Linked DNA regions of Sus scrofa: region 2 is linked to region 1. The links are chromatin contacts, called in public Hi-C maps. All regions are on one chromosome and are shown on one strand. Each heading gives the region's core, a stretch centred on a gene start, on an enhancer-like site or on the middle of the called end of the contact. The rest is flanking DNA. Distances are from core to core; before and after follow the strand shown.

Region 1 (5,966 bases), core at 1,409-3,908:
CTATGCTATCCCCCAAACCTGGACCAGTGCCTGGCACATAACAGGAGCTCACCCTGTTTGTCTAATGAATGAACAAACGAGGGCACCCACAGAGAGAGGCTGCTAGAAATGAACAGTCATTTGCCGGGGCCTTTTGGTATAAACTACTTCATGGGCATGCAGGCTCTTTCCTTCTTCACTTTTGCCTTCCTGCTCCCCACCATCCCCCACACGTACCCTCGCCCACCTCCCCAGGGAGCCCACCCAGCTCACCGGCCTGCTGTGGCGGGGGCGGCACCGGATGCGCAGCACCGAGGCCAGGACGACCACAAAGATGGTGCCCACCACCGTCAGGAGGATCCACACATCATAATCTGGCTGGGGGCGCGAGCAGAGAGGGAAAGGGTCATACTTCTGGAAGGAGCAGGGGCACCCTGGGAGAAGCACAGCAGCCCAGGACACACGGAGAACAGGGGGCCCCTGGAGCCTTTCAGAAAAGGGGACGCGGTGGAGAGGAACCTGCCGGGGAGTTAGGTGGGCCCTGTCCCCAGGCACTCACAGGGGAGGGTCCTCCAGATGTCAGCCCTGAGAGGTACCACCTGAAGACCTTGGGATAACGGGGAAAGTGACCCCCTGCAAGGTGGGGGCGGCCCAGTGAGCAGCTGGCTAAGTCCAGGAGAAACACCAGCCAGGGGCCAGGGGACCAAGGCTTCAGTCTGGCTCTGCTACTCTATGCCAGGAAACCACTGTGCTGAAAAATGACTTTAGAATTCCCACTGTGTCTCAGTGGTAAAGAACCCGACTAGTATCCATGAGGACGGAGGTTCGATCCCTGGCCTTGCTCAGTGGGTTGAGGATCCAGTGTTGCCTAGAGCTGTGGTGTAGATCGCAGACTCGGCTTGGATCCTCATTGCTGTGGCTGTGGTGTAGGCTGGCAGCTATAGCTCTGATTCAACCCCTAGCCTGGGAACTTCCGTATGCCATGGGAGCGGCCCTAAAATAAAAAGGAAAAAGCAAACAACAACAACAAAAACGACTCTACAACTGTTCATGCTGTAGATGAGGCCCAGAGAGGGGAAGAAACTTGCCTAGACGAGCACAGCGGGCACAGCGAGTTGGACTAGAGGACTTCTAAGGTCTCTTTGGCTCCAGGAGTCTAGGGCTTTCAGTGGGAGCTGCCTCGGCAAAAGGCGGGGGTGAGAGCAGGTGCTGGGGCTGGAGAACTGAGGGGCTTACCCAGGTTGGGGGCTCCTTCAGCTCTATCCTCACGTGGGCCTTTCTGTTCTTGTACACAAACTCCATCAGCTTCTCAGCATCGTTGCCCCAGATCAACACCACTGGCCACGTCAGGCCCAGGGGCTGCTGCAGCTGCAGGAAGGAAAGTGCCCCCAAGGGCGGCTGGGTCCTGACTTCTCCTCCCCTGGTATCTTTCTCTTCCTCTGTCCAGCCCCCTCCTCAAACACCCCATGTCCCCAGGTACCTGCTCCGCAGCGGCTCGATCCTCTGTGATGTCAAAGAGGACAGCGCTGGCTCCTCGCTCACCTGCCATCCGGGCCTGCAGAGACACACAGCGGAGGTCCAACGGGGGTCAGAGGACACAGCCCATCCCTCCCTTGGGAGGCTTTTGCACACGCCACATCTCTGCACACTCACACATACACCACGAGCAAGGGGTCAGTGGGATTAAGCTCCCCTGGCCCGCCCTGAGCTCACCAAGGTCCTGCTTCAAGGACCCCATTCCTTTTGTAATGGAGCAAACCCTTCGCAGGTGGTGGACCAGGCTCTAGGCCTAAGGACAAATAAGACCCAGCCCCTGCTGTCCGGAGCCCCGTCTGCCTTCAATTAGAAGTGTGAGAACAGAGAGTGAGGACTGATCGGCAGCCCCCAGGGCGTGGGGAGGGGGTGACCCGTCCCCAGTACAGAGAGGGAAGCAGAGAGGGAGAGCGCCCCTTCAGAACCCAGCTGGGCTTTCCAGGGTCCAGCCCTGCCTGATCATCCCGCCACCCCCGACTCCCACCCCGGCTCAGGCCAAGGTCCGTGAGCCTGGGACGCGGCTCCCACTCAAGGCATCTACCACAGTCCCAGGCTCAGCCCACCTCCCCAGCTCTCTCTCCCTGCCCCACTTTGATTTGCCAACTCTCTCTCTGGCTCCACTTCAAGGACTTAATGGAGCCCCTGTCCAGGGCCTTATCCTTCACCGCCTCCCCCAAGGGATGGGAGGGACCCCGGGGCTGTCCCCACAAGGCCGCAACTATGCACATGGGCACGCGCGTGCGTGCGCGCCCAGGCTCCGAGAGATTCCAGTCAACCAGGCAGAGCAGAGCCAGAAAGAGAACAAGCAGCCGCAATCCAGGGGCTCTGGGTGTGGGGTAAGAGAAGAGAGATAAGAGCCGAGGGTGCGGTGGAGGCACGAGGGCAAAGGACCAACAGACAGACCTTCTCCAGCCGCCGCTCGGCCTCCCCGCCACACCGCCGCCAGCGCGGACGCTCTCCATCCAGCCCCCTCCCTAGGGCAGAGGCTCACCGAGCAGAGGCAGCAGGCTGGGACCTCAGGCCCTTGGGGGCCTGCCGAGTCTTTGGGGCCTTCCTGCAGGCACTGAAGGAGTTAATCCTCCTGCAAGTAGTGGTGGCAGGAAGAGGAGCCAGTGCCGGCCTGACTCACACTCCCAGCGCTTTGATCTCTGCTTCCCTTCCCGGGGAGAGCCTGTTGGGGCAGGTCTCCTGCCAGGCAGGCCAGGGGAGCGGCTCCTGCTCCCGCTCCCTGCTCCCCGCTGCCCAGGGAGCGGCAGGGGGCAGGGGGCCCCTCAGAACAGGCAGCCTCAGGCAGGGGAGCCCCGGCAGGGTGGTGGGGCCTGTTTCGTTCAGGAGGGTAACCCCCCTCTTCCCTCCTCCTTCCCTGAGGATCTGGGCCAGGCCCTCTCCCAGCACCCAGGCCCAGCCCAGGCCCAGGCTCGCCAGGCTCTTCGCCTGGAAATTCACAGACTCCAGAATGGAATCGCGGCAGAAATGGAGAGGTCACGGGCTTCAACCTCCTGGAGCCCACTTACCCCCAGAAAGTCTACCCTGCCCCTGGGTAGATAAGGAAAAAAGAAAGCTCTCCAATCTCCCGAGACCTCCAAAGCAGGGCAGGGGAGCAGCCCCAGGGGAAAAGGAGAAGGACTCCCATGGCTAAAGTCACAGTCCTGGACTTGGCCAAGGGGTGGGGAGGTCACCCCGGGAGGCACAGAACACAGTGCCACCAGGGTCTCATGTTTCTCATCCCCAGAGGGAGGCCCTGGACCCAGGCCGGCCTGGAAAGAGCAGAAGGGCAGGGCCCAGACTCTCTTCTCTGGAGACGTTCTTACTCCCCCACCCCTCTCTCTTTGAAGGACTGGGGTAGGAACAGTGGAAAGTAATTACCCTGACGTTCAAACACCCCAGCCCATTACAGCCCATAATTACAAAGTTGTAAAAGCGATCAAAGAAAGAGGGTTGGCCAACAGGGGAAACCAACAGGACTCTCAGGCAGTGGGTGCCTGGGTCCAGAGTTCTAGGAATCAAAAAGCAAGAGGTGGGGCCAGATGGCTGCCCAGCCCCCGGGCCCTCCACGCTGCCCTCCAGGCCACCTGCACCCCAACAAGAGGCATGGAGGAGAAGAAGCACTTCTTCAGAGACTAGAATCTGGGAACCGGAGAGGATGGCAGGTCCTCCAGACTGGAAGAACGGGCTTTTGAAAGACAACCCAGAGAGTCAGCCAGCCCTCTGAGAGCACCAGGCCGGCTGCAGGAAGCCAGTGCATCCCAGGGCCTCTGCACTCCGCTCTGCTCTTCCCTGAGCCTTAGGTTTTCCTCTGCAGACACAGTGACAGCCGCTGTGTATCTCCTCCTCATTGGAGATTGGCTGAGCACCCACTGTGCCCAGGGCACTGAGCCAGGGAAGGCCAAGCCCTCCAGAACAGCTCATAATCTAGCTGTGGAGACAAGGCCCATACACAAAATTACAGTGCTGATAACAACATTTTAGAGTACAAGTGAATGAAGGAGACCAGTCATTTCCAAACTTTTTCTCGATGCCGAAAGCCCTTCCCTCCATTCCTGTGTCACCCCTTCCCCCCCCACACACACATGCATGCACACAAGCTGACACAAATCTACAATACAAAACAGATAAAAGTGAACTGAGGTCGAGGGTGGGAATGGGGATAAGAAGGACACTTGGCTCCCCCTCCTTTCTTGCTTGCCCCCCCCCTCCTGCCCCAACCAAGGCACCTCTGTGAAACCTGGTGTGAAAAGCATGGGCAGGACCCTGGCAGTGCGCCGGGAGGGAGAGCGTTCCGTTCCTAGGGAGCTAGATGGGCCGAGCCAGTTAGGGAAGTTTCAGTAGAAGAGGTGGGATCATCTGGGCTTGAAAGCAAGGGTAGGAGGAAGAAGAAGGGGTACAGCCTTTCCTGAGACTCCCTCTGCCCAGACTGCTTAGGTCTGAGTCCTAAATCTGCTCTCAACTGTGACTTTGGGCAAGTCACCCAATTGCTCTGTGCCTTCATTTTCCTTTCTGTATACTAGGGGTTCTAATAAGACCTACTTCACAGGGCTGTTTAGAGACCAAATAAGTTAATCCATGTAAAGCCTTATAATGGTGCACACAGTAGGTGTTCCTTAAGTGTTAGTTATTATTAGAGCCGCTATCACTAGGTGCTTTGCATAGGTGATTTCATTGACTCCCTACAACAACTCTATAAAGACTGTCATCAGCCCCACTTTTGAATTGAGGAAACCGAGGCTCGGAGAGACCGAACAACTTGCCCAGGATCACACGGCAGCGGAGGCAGAATTCCCACCCCAAACTTTGGCCTTCCGACTAGCTGGTTAACAGGGAGTGGCCTCTAGGGTCTGAGAGGCAGGGCTTATGCCCATTTTTGCCTCCAGAGCCAGCTCCTTCCACCAGGCAAAGGCCACTGCTCCAGTCCAGGCACGAGGTGATAAGGGCCCGGGTAATCACAAAGATGGCTGTGAAACAGCCAATACAGAAACGGAAACCCATCTGGGCGGCTGGGTCGGGGGAGGAAGGAGATGGTGCTGGCAAGAATGAAAGAGTCCAAAAGAATTATGGTGAGGGTTTCAGAGAAGATCGAGAGAGGCGACAGTAAACGAAAAAGACCAACCTTGTTGACTTTGAAAGCACAGGCTGTGATGCCAACGACAAGGACAAGAGCCATAACTGCAATTGTTTACTGAGTGACTGCTGTGTGCTCGGCATACACGGCCGAGAGCCTCCATCTGCCCCGTCTCCTCAACCCTCATCTCGACTCTATGATGCAAGCCTTGGTAATGTTCCTCTTTTACAGATGAGGAAACAGACTCAGAGAGCTGAGCTGAAATGTCCAGGTCACACTCAGGGCAGTGGAGACGCCAGGCTCCAGACCCAGGGCTGTCTGGATCAAGAGCCCCTGCTCTGCGGCACCACTGTTGACCCTGTCAGCTGGTCGACAGGCTGACTGAGGGCAGTGGTTTTCAGATTTCATCACCAAAGACCCACCTTTCCCCTACGCCTCCCATGAGCCATATTCTTATTTGTTTATTTATTTATTTATTTATTTGGTCTTTGTGTCTTTTTCTAGGGCCGCACCCACGGCATATGGAGGTTCCCAGGCTAGGGGTCCAATCGGAGCTATAACTTCCCGCCTACACCAGAGCCACAGCAACATGGGATCCAAGCCACGTCTGCGACATACACCACAGCTCACAGCAACGCCAAATCCCTAACCCACTGAGCAAGGCCAGGGATCCAACCCGCAACCTCGTGGTTCCTAGTTGGATTCGTTAACCACTGAGCCACGACAGGAATACCCAAAGAGCCATATTCTTTAATATGTTTCACCAAACTGACTGCACCGGTGACACAGAGTTCATTTTCTTATGGAATAACTTGTTTTCATTTTTGGTTTTTTTTTTTTTTTTTTTTTTAGCTTTTTAGGGTTGCACCGCTGCATAGGGAAGTTCCCAGGCTAG
Region 2 (5,966 bases), core at 1,744-4,243, 52 kb after region 1:
GAATTTGGTTTGGGAGACAAAAGAAGAAAGGTGTATTTCAAACAGATGGAAAGTGAAAAATAATAAAGTCATCCTTACCTGCATTAATTTTCCTTCTGCTGGAGTTATTTCAGCAACACCAGCAAACACACCTTCCAAAGTGAGATTCAGTTTTCCTGAGGGGTCCATTTTCAAGGGGATCACTCTGATAATAGCTTTCTGCTCGGCTGATCTTTCAGACTCCACCGCTGCCAGGACCAGTCCTGGGCGTCCAAAGCCTGCCTGCAGGGTAGCCATCAGCAGCCAGGGCCAGAGGGCAGCCAGCTGTAGCTGGTGGCCACCACTCATGCTACCAGCTGCAGCAATGCACTTCGGCCAGACATACTGCTTCCACTAGCTAAGACCAAATGCAGGTTCTCAGATCCAGACAAACGGAGGAAAAGAAATGTATGCTTCAGTTTCAGAAAGCCGGGTTGTTGTTTTGGCCCTTCCTTTCTCTAAAGCATATTCCCAAGAACAGGTGGCATTCCTGATCTGGCAGGGAAGAAGGTATTTTCAGCCTACTTCTGCTTCAGGTATGTCATTTTCTCCCATCTTCACTGTTTAGTACAGGCATCACCACTTCTCTTTGGAATTTCCAACTTTGCTTGAGGTTGACGGTCACATCTTGAATTTTTATTATGTCAAATCTGTTGGTGCTGGTCTTCCATATGCATCAAATTCTGGAGCCACTAAACCCAATGTTAATGAACAAAACAAGGCAAAGTAAACGACTAAGGCCATGCATCAAAGGTAAGAGTGAAAAACTCCAGCTCAGAAAATGAAGAGTGGTCTTTTTAAGTTTTTTGTCAAATAGTAAAAGACCAAAGGTTTGTCAATGGTAAAATTTGTCAATGGTAAAAGACTATAGATGACAGGAGAATTTTTGTCAATGGTAAAAGACTAAAGATCACAAGAGAATTTTTTTTGTTAAATGGGAAAGGAGAGGTGACAATATTTCAGGCTACACCTTGAGAGATGTCCAAAGATGCTACTACATGTACTTATAAAAGTTTCAACATTCAACTGTATTTCAGTATAGCCAAAGTTTCAGGCCCACTGAACTTCTAATACTTTTCAGGAACTTAAATATACTATGATTTTTTAAAATATTCTATTTAAATTTGCCTATAAATTAGGTGGTAATTTATACATCTTCATATATTCACTGGATAAACCTGAGCATCACAACCTTTTCCAACTTTCATAATTAGAAGAATATTTGAACAGCTTAGCTTTCCAATTATTTTTCCCAGTTGAAATTCATATTTCTGTCTTTATTTTCCTTTCTCTCTTAGGGATTCCGGCTTTTATTCTCCTGCTTGAGAATGCCAAGCACCTTGATTTCCCATGAGATGCTTTTGCAAACGACTTTATTATCCAGATCTTATAATCTGTAATTTTCTAGGTCCATAAGTAAAACAAAGGGCTATTCCTAACACGTTTTCAAATTCCTTGAGGGGGTGGGGAATAAAAGATAGGGGAGTAGGGAGGTGATCAGTCTACAGGCGCTTAAGTAGAACACCCTGAAAAAGTAAAAATAAACCTGAGTAGAGTAGATCTGTGCTATTTCTAGGCACACTTGAGAATTTGGGTCTTTGTACAAACAAAATCTTATTCTAAAATTTCAAAATGTGCACCCTTAAGTAAATATAAATGCACTTCAACCACAAAGCCCACTGTGCTCAGAGGTCAAGTTAAAAAATCTTATTAAGTCTTCAGAATAAGTGCTGAAAAGCCAAGCAACTGAACATGAACCTGTTATACAGATGCTTTTTCTTTTGCTGAGGCAGAGGGAGGGGAGGGAAAAAAAGAATTTCAAAAGAAATCTGCAAACCTGTTGCGCTGTCGGGCCCACTGGAATCCACGGGGGTGAAACAAATTCAATTATGCTTTTATAGATCCTGCTCAAAATAAGGTTTCAACTGCTTAACCAAGTACAGCTCATTCTTCCACCTTCTCACTCTGCAACCAAACCAAGTGCCCCACACTGCAGGTAGTTGCCGAGAAATTCCGCAGCCTGAAAAAATAATCCATGCAGGTCAAAGGCAGAAACTTACTCCAAGGTTAGAGCTACTGTCCCCAAGAACTCTAAAAACACTTATGGAGGATCCAAAACCATTTCTGAAATCTCCTTTCTAACAAAAGTCCTTTTTCTCCCCGAACAGCATATAAAAATGATCAAATCTTGAAAGAGAAAAGAAGCAAAGTAGCAAATACATCAGCAACAATTCACTACCAGGAACACAGAAAATCCCAGAGGGAGAAGGCAATATCTTTGTATCATGGATAGACTTGGAAAGTTCGGAAGGATTCGAGTGCTTCCCTTCCAGAAAGACAATTCTGGATCAACTCCCTAGAGGAGGAAGCCTGTGGTTTGTAATTGGTGTTCTAGCTCTGACTCCCTCCCCTGGGACTGCAATCACGCTCTCTACCTGCTGACACAAAGTGAGGGTGGAGCAGCTAGAGGCAGCCACCCCCAGCCCGCCCCGCCTCCTCCTGGATGGCTGGGGCACGGTGCACGCACACTTACTTAACCAGACACGTTCCTGCGCGCTCGCTTTCCTCTCAGCTCCTCTACTCCCTCTATTGAGCCACAGCCAAACTGCATCTAGTTCAACCCTCAGCACCTTTCCCTGAGGAAGCAGGCTACCACGGGAAAATCAGGGCCCCTCCAACAGATACATAAGCAGATTCTGCACCCAAGAGACTTAGCTGGCGGTACGAGGAACTAAAGAGAAGGAAAAAAAAAAAAAAAGAAAAGAAAACCCAGAAGATAAAACAATGGACACAAGGTTTGATAAATATAAGTTCAAGGGGACTTCTGCTCTTTCCGGGTTTTAGTGTGGATAAATGCCCAAAGCCAGAATAAAGTGATCTTGTGCTATAGTTCTTACTGATTTATTGCTGTCTTATGTCTGCTACTCTGGCAAGAACTCTGTCCATTTTATGCATAGCTTTTCTTCAGCCCTTACAAATTTAAATTCGGTAGCTCTTTTCTAAACTGTGCCAGTACCAAGCTTTTAGATTAGGTGATGTCAGAGGTCTGGAATCTGTTATTTTCTCCTCACATCCTTGAGAGGTGAAATAATACTATGGGTTAGACTTGGACCTTCAATGAGACTGCAAGTAAGTCTATGCCATAAATACAAAGGGGTAAAATATATTAACAAGAAGACTACAGGCAAAAAGAAAAGTAATTTTTGGCTAATTACCACATTCACGAACATTAGAAATAATGCAAAAGTTTCCAATATATAAAGTAATAAATACGTTTTTAAAATCTGAATTTTCAAATTTACCAAATTACATGTGATTGTGGCCAGACATTTTATTTGTGATCTGCTGCCAATAATCTTTCCAAATTGTACAAATGAACAACAATGCGAATGTAGTTAACACTACACTTAAAAACGATTAAGATTGATGTCACGAGCTTATTGCGGTAAAAAAGCACAGTTAAAATTGTGGTAAGAAGCACATAAGAGAAAATTTAAAATAATTTTTAATTTGTACAAAAGAACTGTACAAATTGATTACCTTTAAAATGTGGAGAATAATAATTGTATTGTAGGCCTAATGTAAAGATGAAATGACAGGCGTTCCTACGGTGGCTCAGTGGTTAACGAATCTCATTAGCAACCATGAGGACACAGGTTTGATCCCCGGCCTCCCTCAGTGAGTTAAGTATCCAGCATTGCCGTCAGCTATGTAGATTGAAGCTACAGCTCTGATTTGACCCCCAGCCTGGGAACCTCCATATGCCATGGGTGCAGCCCTAAAAAGACAAAATAAATAAATAAAGATGAAATGACATAATGCCTCTGAAAGCAGAAAGTATGAGTGACCTATTCGCCTTGAGAATTTTTTCCCTGAAGAGGGTTTATGGTCTAATTCAAAAAGGTACATGTACCTCAATGTTCATAGCAGCACCATTTACAACAGCCAAGACACAGAAGCAGACGAAATGGCCACTGACAGATGAATGGATAAAGAAGTCCTATTGTATAGCACAGGGAACTATATTCAGTATCTTGTATTAAACTATAATGGAAAAAAACCTTAAAATACATACACACACACACACACACACACAAATATATCACTTTGCTGCATACCAGAAATTAACACATTAAAATCAACTATACTTCAATCAAAACAAATTAATAAAAGAAATTTTTGAAGATGGTTTATGGGGATAGTTTTGGCATTTTAGGCCTAATAGCACCTAGAGCAGAGAGATAAATTCTAAAGTAAATTCTTAATTTAGCACTTTTTCTTTATTGGTTAGACCTTAAGAACATAATGCAAGTATAGACCTTTTATAGCTCCTTTCCTAAAGAACAGGAATAGATCTAATTCTTCTGGAGAAAAATTTTCAAGGTCTGCTATGGTTTTATATTTTTATTTTATATAAGCCACATAAGAGCACAGCATAAATAATGCAAAATACACATAATCATGTATCTGGATTAATGTAAAAATATCTTTAAACAAAAAGTAACCTACTAATTGACATTGCCTCACCTATTCCTGCTTGACACTTGCAAAGGAATAAAGACACCCAAACCTAAGAGTTAATGCAGACACTTAGTTGAAAGGAAGAAAATACAGATGTGGTTGCCCTCTCTTGAAGAAACTCTGAGATCTGAGGATGATGATAATACATTATCATGAGTCTGGATACCTTGAGCTACTCAGGATCCAATCAAATAGCTCTGTAGAGCTTAGTTCACTCATATATGGTGTTTATTTACACAGTATTGACAAACAAAGTCACCAGATTTGATAAACAAGAGAAATTATCCTCTGGCAGATTGACAGACCACAGCTTCTACAGAGACATCACAAAGATGCCATCGCTACATAAGATGCTCATCTCACCGATGTTTACCACCTAACCTTACACAGGAGACAGATCACCCTTCGGATCTACCTTTGCATCTGGATTGACTAAAGTTACCCAAGACCTCGATCCTTTTCCAAAAAACTAGGTTTCTATAAACATGTCCAAGAATTGTCCTTATCCTTAATGGTATTTTAAGGACTCACTCTCTATTCAAGTGCAAATTAAAAAGCTCAGGACTTTTTTTTTTTTAAGTCAGATTCTTTGAAAAACAGAGCACATTCTCTTTGGAACGCTACTATTATGATTAATAGTCCTAATGACTGAGGTTTCTATTGATCACTAATCAGACAGTAAAAACAAGCAAGACAACAAGTCTAGTTGAAACACTCACTTTATTGTTGACTGATTGGAATTTATCGTGCTTAAGGTGCTCAAATACCGAGGCGCTAGTCAGGAACCTTGTTAGCATGTGTCAGACCCTACTGGCTAATTCACACAAAGATTTTATTTTATCTTTTGCCACTTTGCCCAAGTCAGTAATGATAGCTTTAGTTGATAGGTAGCAGGCATGTGAGTATAGCAGGAGATCCAGCTCCTTGGTCTGTTGTATTCATATATTAAAAAAAAAAAAAAAGTTTGGAAAGCTGATAAAGGCATTTCATTAATTAAGCCTTAAAATGACTGAAACCAAATCCATGCCAAGGTTCCTGCTTGACACATGTTCTTCGAAAGGTCTTGTCTCTTTCAACATATACAAAGCCAAGAAAGGCATATCTAAGGAAAGGAATATCACCTACATAGTATATCAGCTTTTCAATATGACAGAGAAAAGGCAAAGTTCCTTCATTTAGAAACTGTGTCTCCTCTTCAAGCACTCTGCCAAAATACACAGTCTGACCAAAAGATGTAGGAATCTTGATAATCTGTTATCTTTTAAATCTTGCTAATAAAGATGAATAAATGCTCATCACATGGACATCAACTAGTTTAATCAAATGGACCAGAACCTATTTTCATATCTAAACTGAGCCACTGCAGACCAACACAGAGCTCATCCTTTTCCAAAAAAAATACTATCTCTGTAATACTTCTCAGGCCT

The links. A called contact is a pair of places that touch in the nucleus more often than the background predicts.
Region 2: a Hi-C map of liver shows a contact between it and region 1, with 2.1 times the contacts expected there. The contact joins the promoter of RNF43 here to the enhancer-like site in region 1. A contact is called at or near these places in 1 of 5 promoter capture datasets (fetal liver) and 6 of 47 Hi-C or Micro-C datasets (blood, liver and skeletal muscle).

What each region holds. Positions count from the first base shown.
Region 1 is chr12:34,640,278-34,646,243 of Sscrofa11.1, forward strand. RNF43 (E3 ubiquitin-protein ligase RNF43) reads right to left here. Exons shown (of 13, transcript XM_021067274.1): 4 at 1,460-1,534; 5 at 1,216-1,347; 6 at 253-357. Among named protein-coding and RNA genes, the nearest start is that of SUPT4H1, 14 kb to the left of the region's middle. Within about 2 kb of position 2,659, at least 55 of the 83 cell types and tissues checked have an H3K27ac peak or open chromatin away from gene starts, as enhancers often do. A contact at or near this core is called in fetal liver, liver and skeletal muscle, where this site is marked.
Region 2 is chr12:34,692,028-34,697,993 of Sscrofa11.1, forward strand. RNF43 (E3 ubiquitin-protein ligase RNF43) reads right to left here and starts at 2,994. Exons shown (of 13, transcript XM_021067274.1): 1 at 1,856-2,994; 2 at 79-710. The coding sequence starts at 327. It overlaps HSF5 (heat shock factor protein 5), which reads right to left. Exons shown (of 6, transcript XM_003131648.3): 6 at 4,204-5,966.